Regions from separate parts of the Rattus norvegicus genome. Here region 1 is linked to region 2. Evidence: chromatin contacts called from public Hi-C data. All regions are on one chromosome and are shown on one strand. Each heading gives the region's core, a stretch centred on a gene start, on an enhancer-like site or on the middle of the called end of the contact. The rest is flanking DNA. Distances are from core to core; before and after follow the strand shown. Region 1 holds the start of Hnf1a (HNF1 homeobox A). Region 2 holds the start of Cabp1 (calcium binding protein 1).

Region 1 (4,511 bases), core at 431-2,930, 220 kb after region 2:
ATATAATTTGCCGTCCATGGATGCATGGGAAAGTGCCAGGTCTCCTTGCAACAGTATCTGTCATTCACTATGGAAGGGATACATGAGATCCGTGCTCTGGGTGAGTAAACTTCCGGTACTCCATGGCTGCCAGAGGCTGGGCTAGAGACCTGCATGGGGACTGGCTGCTCAGCAGATGTGCAGTTTCTGATGTGCAGACGATAAAAGTGTTTTAATGACCGGACGGTGCACTACAGTGCTGGGATATGCTCAAAGCTGCTAACACACTGTATTTCATAAGGCAGCAAGATGGCTCTGCAGGTATCAGTGCTGATGGCCAAGTGAGGCCACCTGGGTTCCTTCCACAGGGTGGAAGAGAGAGAGGTGATTCCTGAAGTTGTTCCCTGACCGCCACACTGGAGCTGTCACACACACACACACACACACACACACACACACACACACACACTCAAAAAGATTAAAAAGTATTAAGTGCTTTTGTTAAGTAAGACTGATGAAAATGATACTTGAGAAAAATGAAAATGGTGCTTGGGGCTGGGGTGCTGGCTCATGGTAGAGTCCTTGCCTAGTGTATACAAGGCCCTGGACTTGACCCCCAGTATTTCAAAAACTGACTTCCGTACAGGCCTGCAATCCCAGCACTTGGGAGGTAGAGGCAGGAGGATCAGAAGTTCAAGGTCAGCCTGAATGACACAGTAAGACTGTCTTGGAAAACAATAAATATGTGTGTGTGCGCACAGACACACAGAGAGATACATACACACATTGATTAGATACACAGACATACAGACACAAACACAGACAGACACAGATACACTCACACACACAGATACATATATACATAGTTTAGAAACACAGGCACACACACATAGACACATACACAGACAGAGACACAAAGATACACACACATACTCACACATACAGATGCACAGACACACACAGACACATATAGACACATATAGATTAGATACACAGACACACAGACATATACACACACAGACACACACACAGATACATAAACACACACAGAGAGACACATACTCGCACACACACACACACACACACACACACACACACACACATACGTATGTCCCGGTTGGGATCACACAATGATAAGAAGCAACACATCATAACCCAGTACAATCCTCAACACAGACGTTTGAAGTGCTAAAACACAGGCTTTACCCCGCCCCCCCCCCCCCCCCCCCCCGGGAAGCCTAAGGTTGGGCTAGGATGGAGGTGCAGTGACTCCCTCCAGGAAATATGACCTAATTCTGCCCTTGAGAACTGGCCCAGTGGCCCAGAGCTTCCTACTGTTCCAGGGGCCCAAAGAAACACGCTTTTAAAGTTCTACGCCAGGAGGAAGGCATCTTGGGCAGTGGGACCAGCGCTGCTCCCAGAGGCCTCCTGGCTCCTGGTGCCTCTCTCCCTGCGCCCCTGGTTCCCGCTCCACCTCCCCCACCCGCCCTTCTGCTCACTCCCAATTGCAAGCCATGGCTCCCGGTCCGGTCCCTCTCGCTGCTGTGAGGCCTGCACTTGCAAGGCTGAAGTCCAAAGTTCAGTCCCTTCGCTAAGCACACGGATAAATATGAACCTTGGAGAATTTCCCCAGCTCCAATGTAAACAGAGCAGGCAGGGGCCCTGATTCACTAGCCGCTGGGGCCAGGGTTGGGGGTTGGGGGTGCCCACAGGGCTTGACTAGTGGGATTTGGGGGAGCAGTGGGTGCAGCGAGCCTGGTCCGTTGACTGCCAGCAGTAGACACCGGCCGTGTGTGGGGGAGGCGGCTAGCTCAGTGGCCTTGGGCCGCGTGGCCTGGCGGTAGAGGAGCCATGGTTTCTAAGTTGAGCCAGCTGCAGACGGAGCTCCTGGCTGCTCTGCTCGAGTCGGGCCTGAGCAAAGAGGCTCTGATCCAGGCTCTGGGGGAGCCCGGGCCCTACCTGATGGTTGGAGATGGTCCCCTGGACAAGGGGGAGTCCTGCGGTGGGACTCGAGGGGACCTGACCGAGCTGCCCAATGGCCTGGGGGAGACGCGTGGCTCGGAAGATGACACGGATGACGATGGGGAAGACTTCGCGCCACCCATTCTGAAAGAGCTGGAGAACCTCAGCCCAGAGGAGGCAGCCCACCAGAAAGCCGTGGTGGAGTCACTTCTTCAGTAAGGATCCCACCCTGTCCCCAGCACCCGGGCAGGAACTCATAGCGGCCCAGTCTATGCTCCCTATGCTCCGGGCAAGTTCCATTTCCCTCCTAGAGGCTTTGGGAGCTGTGGTCTTCAGGCTGGTGGTCAAGGGGTTCTTGTTGAACCTACCCCTCAGTTTGGTCCTACGTACCCCATACCCATGGGCTTCCTGTTTGCAGCCACGTCCTTAGGAAACCGGGACAGGCCTGAGGTCACTTTGAAACGGAGGACAAAGGAAGTGAACCCCAAGAATATGGTGGGAGAACCAGCGGGTGGTAGAAATCCTTCCCCAGGGTGGTCGCCTGTGGCTCCCACAAATTCCACCTTCTTTGCTAGGGGGTCAGAGCCCAGGTTTAGGGACCCGAAAGCGTCTGAGGAGGCTGGGCTGATGTTGGCGTTTTAGGGGATTTCCTGATCTGCCAGGGCCTTAAGCATGTGGCTGGGTACGCCTGGATTTCTTACCTGAGGCAGATGGAGCTGAGGGCTGGCAGCTTCCATGCATGGCCAGGTGCCGTTCCCTCCACCCCCTGACCCCAACTTGGTCAGATAGCAGGTTTAGAGGCCTCCCCATACCAGCCCTCCTCATCTGTTGTCTGGCTCCCCATCTCCTGGAGTGTTGGGTGGGTCCCAATTTCAATGCCTCCCCTCTCCTCAGCAAAGCCACCCTGGTTACTAATTACCCATGCGCGCTATTATTTCTTTTGTTTTATAAATTTATAAATAGCAAAAGGCCCTGATAAGGCCTGTGATCATTAACTTGTAGGGACGGTGGCTGGGAGATGCCCAGTTGGGGGGGTGGAGAACGGGAACACCAAGGTGGGGGAAAGGTAACTTGGGGGCCGTGGGGAATACTACCACCCCCACGTCCCAAAGCCTCCACAGTTTCCTGAGATTATCACCCAGTTTCCTATTTTCTTGTGGGGTTTTGCGGTGCCTAAATCGCCATGATGTAGAGATGAGCCCCCCAGAAGGAAGCGGTTAATAAACCAGCTTTTCAGATAGGGAAACTGAGGCTCAGATTGGGGAAAGAGCTGTGAAGGAGGGGCCTGAGGGCTGGCTGAGGAGTTTGGGGACAATCTCCCAAGAACACTCCGGAAGCAGCCTCTTTTCTGTCCAAGGTCCTGATCCTGACTTGGGGTGGGGGAGGGCTGGTGGATCCCGGCATTTCTGGAAGTGTCGCAGAGCCTCCCAGGGCCTTAGGCAAGGGGCAGAGGAGCAGCCAGGCCCCCTGACTTGGCAGAAAGTGGAGGGCAAAGTGCTGCCTCGCTGCAGGGGAGGGGCAAAGGGCCAAGTATTACCAGAACCAGGGCGCAAGGAACCTGGATAGGGTGGAGCTGGGCCTGACCCGTTCAGGGGCCCCAGGTGGGACTGGGGGCTTAGTATGAGGCGGAGGGGCCAGGGAGGCCAAGAGTCTTCTTACCTGGCTAGGTAGGACCTCTTGTTCAGCAGCCCCCATGCTGGGGGCCGTGGGGGTTGAAGGGGAGCTTGGTCCACAGCAGCTGGAGCAGAGGTCAAAGTGCTTCCTTGGGGGTAACCAGAAGAATCCCGGAGGCAGAGGGGACAAGGGCGGTGAGGAGGAGGATGAGAGGGAAGAAGAGGGCTGGGGGAGCTGGGGAGAGCAGAAGAGCCAGGAAAAGAGAGGGTCTCTGAGCAGCTTGATGAAGGGGCAGGGGAGAGAGGCTGAGCTGAGAGGAGGCTGGAGCGTGTCCCTCCCAGGTTGCCTTTCTTTAATGCTAACAGCGAGCTATTTGCTTTCCATTTAAATTCGAGATGTTGCTATAAATTATCAACCAGCTTCTTGTTCCTGCGGAGTTTATAACTAACTACCCGGGTTACTTATTGTTCAGGTAACAAAGGGGACCTGAACATGTCCCCAGGGACAAAAAGTGGGGGCCTCTAGTTTCAGGACGGGGTGGGGGGAGACTCTGGGGAGAGGGCTGGAGGACCCCTGAGGAGGGCCTGGCTAGTGGGCAAGTTGAGGCTGGAAGGGTTGGTAGAAAGAAGCAACTCCCCATGGTAGCTGTTGATTCCAAGGTCTACCTTTGGAAGATTTGGAAGAGGGAGAGGTGGGTCTGGGGTCTCAGGTCCCACCCCCACCCCCACCCCATGGCGTTCGAGGCCACCGCAGACACCTCAGCTCTCCTCCTAGAGCCCCATCCTTTGTCTACCACGTGACCTTGGGCAAGACCCTTTCCCTCCCCTCCCTCAGGGTCAGCAGGTAGACAGAGTAAAGGCAAATTCTCTTAGTTCTAGTTCTATCCCCTCCCCTCCCCCTAGCCTCCCTACGCTCACTCGCTCATTATCCCTTCTTTTGATCCCTCATGCTGGCTT
Region 2 (4,884 bases), core at 1,461-3,960:
AGAAGGAATGGATATGACATTTTGCTTGTGTTGCTTTGAGTCAGGGTTTCTCATAACCCAGGCTGGTTTCAAACTCTGTGTGGCCAAGGATGATCTTGACCCCCAGGTTCTACAGTGTCAGCCTCCAGAGTTCTGGGGTTTCAGACACCTGCCACCCTGCCCGTCTGGATCTTACCATTCTTTGGACATCTCATGAGTCTCACCCCTTCTCACACCTCCTCCACCAACTGTCGCCCCAGTCCGGCCTCAGCACCTCTCCCCTGCACTTTGGAACGAGACCTGCCTGCTGCCATATTTCCACTCACGCCCACGGTGATGGGGTGATGCGGCTTCTAGCCCCTGCCTTCCCCTCCCCCACCTTCAGCCCTCCTTATCTGGTGGCTTCTTGAACACAGCAAGCTCTCTTCTCCTCCGGATACTGAATCCATCTGCTTGGTCAGATCCATCTTTCCCCAGATGGAGACACAACTGTTTCTTTTACTTCATACGCAGAGGTGTCTGCCGTCCAGTGACACCATCTAGTCTGGGGGCATAGCGGACCGTCAGAGTGGTCGCCCAGCATACGCTAGGCCCAAGTTCCAACCCTTGCAGGGCTGGACGCACGGACAGGTATTTGCTGACTGAGTCGGGCACATCTTTGGGTGGCAGATTCCAGGTATGGTACCTGGTCGCATACATATGTGTCGGTGCCGAGCAAATTCACAGACGTTACACATGGAATGGAACTCCAGCCTGCACCCAGGATTATCTGGGGTGGGAATACAGATGTCTCAGCCATTTAGTCTCTGAGCGTAACTCTGGTTTATTTCACTTGTGTTAATAACCGTGCGCGAGATATCCAGCTTCCTTTGGGTTTCCAACAAGAGCGGCTGGCCAACCAGGTTTGTCTCAGGGGTGTTTAGGCTTCACAAAGGTTAGCGAGCGGCAGACACGCACAGCAGGGATTTACAGTCATCCCTTGCTGCTTATCGGCTCCTGAGGGATTCCGCTCGGTTCTTCATCTCCTGAGGTTTATGTCGTGCATACGTCGTCTTTTAATCCCCCAAATGCTGCTTCATTTCCTTGTTCATTTTTGTTCTGTGAAATTGCTTTCCCGGGCCATCCTGGGGTTGGTTGGTTTGTTCGTAATTGTTTGTGTGCTCGCTTTGAGACATGTCTCTCTATGTAGCCCTGACCGGTCTATAACTCTGTAGACTATGATGGCCTCATAGAGGTCTGTCTGCCTCTGTCTTCTGAGTGTTGGGATTAAATATGCGTGTCACCTTGCCTGTTAAATTCATTCATTCATTCATTCATTCATTTTTATGAAAGGGTCTCACGTAGCCCAGCCTGGCCTAGAACTCTTTATTCTCATCCTCCTGTTTGTAACTCCCAAGGGATTACAGACGTGTGCGCGCGTGTGTGTGTGTGTGTGTGTGTGTGCGTGCGTGCGTGCGTGCGTGCTTGCGTGCACAGGCACGAGCCACCACACCCAGGTTTTCTTTTTCTTTCTTTTTTTTTTTTTTCCTCAAGAGTCAAAATATTTAAACAGGTTCTTACTCCGAAGCCCAAGCTGGCCTCCAGGTCGTAGCAATCCTGCTGGGATTGCGGGCCTGTGCCACCACATCCCAATCCACCTTTCTTGCACGTGTCCATGCAGAAAAGAGGGTCCTCCTCGAAGCCCGCGTTCTTTTGGGAGTCTGACCATCGATCCTAAAGAGGCTAAGCAGTGAGCAGGATGTAGGGACGGAGCATGGGCAGAGTCTAGAACACAGAGGTCCTCACCTCCAAATCTTAACTCCCCTACTACTTAGCACCTTGGTACAAGGGCCTCAGGAGGTACAGACCAGATAGAGGCTGCTCACCGCATGGGCGCCCTGTCCCAGCTCCCGCTCGGGTCTTTCGTGTGCACCGTGTCTTCTGATGTCACCCCGAAATTAGTTTGAAAGAATCATTTGCGCTTCACAGAAGAGAGGAAACAGGCTCAGGGAGGGTGATGACACTTGCCCAAGCTACCCAGATGGGGCAAGCCGCAGAGCTGGGATTTAAGATTGAAACCAGCCCAGTGTGACTTCCTGGCTGCCTACCAAGGGCAGGAGTCTCTCTACAGCTAGAAGGGCAGGAGGTGGTTGGACAGAGAAAGAAGCATAGCAAGTAGGTCCTACCTGGAATTTGACCACCACCACGAACTTCCAGGACAGGTAGCTGCAGCCAGACGCCACCTGGCTCCTCTTGGGTCAACTGTAAATTCTGTGGCTGGCTTGCCTGGGCAATCCTAGTCCCGATTACACTGTGTGGAAGGCGGATGAAAGCGGCATAGGTACACTCCTAGCTTTATCCTTCCAGGTCATCTGGTTCCTGCGTTTGTCTGGGTGGTGTCACAGAGTGCCTGCCTCCTGGCTGATCCTCTAGCGTCCTGCACCCCTTTGGTCCTATGGCCAAAGTTGTTCTCTCTGGAAAGTTCACCCTTGCTTGACTTTGGGGGCGACCGGCCAATCCGGGGCACTGAGGGATCCTCCGGGAATGATAAGGGGCTCCGCCAGTCTCCTTGGGGGAGGTTAGCCAGCCCCTTCCCTCGTGCTCCTGTTCAGTGCCGCAGCGCCCCCTTGGCCACCAGAGGCGCCCGGAAGCGGGACTCCCTGAGCGCGGGGCGGGGCGAGGGGCGGGGCGCGGCGGCACCTGGGCCGCGGGAGAGCCGGGGGTGGGCTCTCGGGGGACAGCAGGCTGCCCCCCCAGATCCGCAGCGCCGGCCGCCGGGAGCTCGAGGCTCCGGGCGCAGAGGCTGCGCTGTCACATGGGCGGCGGCGACGGGGCCGCATTTAAGCGGCCAGGGGACGGCGCCCGCCTGCAGCGCGTCCTCGGGCTCGGCTCCCGCCGGGCGCCCCGCTCCCTGCCCTCCGGGGGCCCCGCGCCACCCCCGCCGGGCCATGCGAGCGCGGGCCCCGCCGCGATGAGCTCGCACATCGCCAAGAGCGAGTCCAAGACGTCGCTGCTCAAGGCGGCGGCGGCGAGCGGGGGCAGCCGGGCTCCCCGCCACAGCTCTGCGCGGGACCCCGGGCTGCGTGGCCGCAGGCTGCCCGGTCCCTGCCCCGACTCGCCTGCAACGTGCGGGGACCCCAGCTCGCGGAGGCCCCTGTGCCGGCCGGTGCCGCGGGACGAGGGCGCGCGCGGGAGCCGGCGTGGGCTGCCCCAGGCGCACTGCAGGCCCCGGGAGACGCTACCGCCGGCCCGCGGGCGCGATGGGGAGGAACGGGGGCTGGCGCCGGCTCTCAGTCTACGGGGCTCCCTGCGATCGCGGGGTCGCGGGGACCCGGCTCCCGCTGGCACCCCCGAGGCGGACCCGTTCCTCCACCAGCTGCGCCCCATGCTCAGCTCCGCCTTCGGTCAGGTAAGGGCCGCGCCCCTCGCCCGCGCTCGGGGCACCGGCGCTCGGGACCCTACGGCGGCGGCGCGTCCCCGGCCCTGCTCGCTCTGCCCAGTCGGGGCGCACCTCGGCTCATCCTGTCCTCCCGCGGCCCTGGCACTCCGCCACCCCCGTGTCTGATTCAGCACCCTGTGCGCTGTCCACACTCCGGGCCTCTTCCTGAGCTCTGCTCAGCCGAGCCTGCCTCGCACCTGCAGGAGCGACCTCCGCAATCCTCCCCGGAGATTTTCCGGGGTCGTGAGCAGCGCTTGGAGCAGGCGGCGCCAACCCGCTCCTCTGGCCTCTGGCGACCCAAAGGAGCGAAGGGCTTGCAGTCTGAGCGGCAGAGGGGAGGACCTGGGAGTCCGCTGAGTTGTTTGCATATGAATTTCTAATAGCCGTGACTTAGAGTGTCTTCAAAGGTCTGGAGAAAGTTAGGGGATTGGAAAAATGGGGAGGAGAAGAGATGTCTGGGCAGGCATGAAGGGTCTGCCCAGGGCTACGGCTCTATCTGGAACTTGAGAATGTTTTAGGAAAGGTGGTATTCCAGGGATGCCATCTGGATGACAGTTAGGCAATTGTGGGATAAGACCGAGAAAATGTAAGCCTGAGTTCTTGTGTCTAGGGTCAGGAAGGCCACTAAGAGGTCACCGGCGACTCGTTTTTGTTCCTCGCACGCCTTTGCCCGCAAGGACTCCAGTCAGCCAGGCGTTTACAAACAGCTCAAGGCTACAGTGGGGGGTTGTGTCGCAGGGGAGACAGGAACCCTTGAACTTCTGAGCGAAGCCAAGATTTCCTCTAGTTCCGAGCCTGTAATTGAATCGAACTCACGGAGGGAGGCAGTTCAGCAGAGGCGCTGAACTGCAGAATGCTGGCTGGCATGGTTTTAGACGCAGGGGGTCTAAGCGTTTCTGTGGCAGGATCTAAGGCAAAGATAACCACCTCAAGCTCCCGGCTTGCTGTGCGGGATCAGTACTACAAGGAGGCCGCGTGTGTTTTGCTTCAGATCTGCTCACTTCTTTTCAAAAATACTACTCTGCAGTGGCTAATGCAGGTGGAGCTCTGTCATGAAGGCAGCTGCACGTGGATTCGGGTTGCACGGGACTGCTGGGATGGTGTGATGGGGCCAGCCGCACAAGGCTTTGTTCCTGCAGGGAGCCCTGTTAGCGGTGCTCAGGAGTAGAGGTTTGGACGCAGAGCCCTGCGAGCCAGAGCCTGGCTCCGTGCCAGGGAAGATGCTCACTGCAGTGGTTTGTGTGTTCCAAGGAGCGGAAGCATGTTAGGAGCGATCTATGGGTCTGGACTGGGTTGTCACCCAAACGCTGTGTCGTGAGTGGGGAATTTTGATTCACTCAGTTACCAAGCATTTCTTGAACGCCCACTTTCTCCAGGCATTGGTGGTCCACTAGGAAGGGAGCAGGGGGGTAGTCAAGATCTGGGCTGTTTTGGAGCTTTTGACCCAGCAGTTTGGAAGGTGCCCAGTCACAGGCTGATTATTCAAC

Evidence for each region. Hi-C and Micro-C count contacts between places; a contact is called where the count stands out from the background.
Region 1: a contact with region 2 is called in a Hi-C map of Schwann cells, with 3 times the contacts expected there. The contact joins the promoter of Hnf1a here to the promoter of Cabp1 in region 2. A contact is called at or near these places in 3 of 12 Hi-C or Micro-C datasets (Schwann cells, mammary epithelial cells and psoas muscle).

What each region holds. Positions count from the first base shown.
Region 1 is chr12:47,304,565-47,309,075 of GRCr8, forward strand. Hnf1a (HNF1 homeobox A) reads left to right here and starts at 1,681. Exons shown (of 10, transcript NM_012669.1): 1 at 1,681-2,156. The coding sequence starts at 1,831.
Region 2 is chr12:47,082,582-47,087,465 of GRCr8, forward strand. Cabp1 (calcium binding protein 1) reads left to right here and starts at 2,711. Exons shown (of 6, transcript NM_001033676.1): 1 at 2,711-3,367. The coding sequence starts at 2,774. LOC134481303 (a long non-coding RNA gene) reads right to left here and starts at 2,598. Exons shown (of 4, transcript XR_010056804.1): 1 at 2,145-2,598.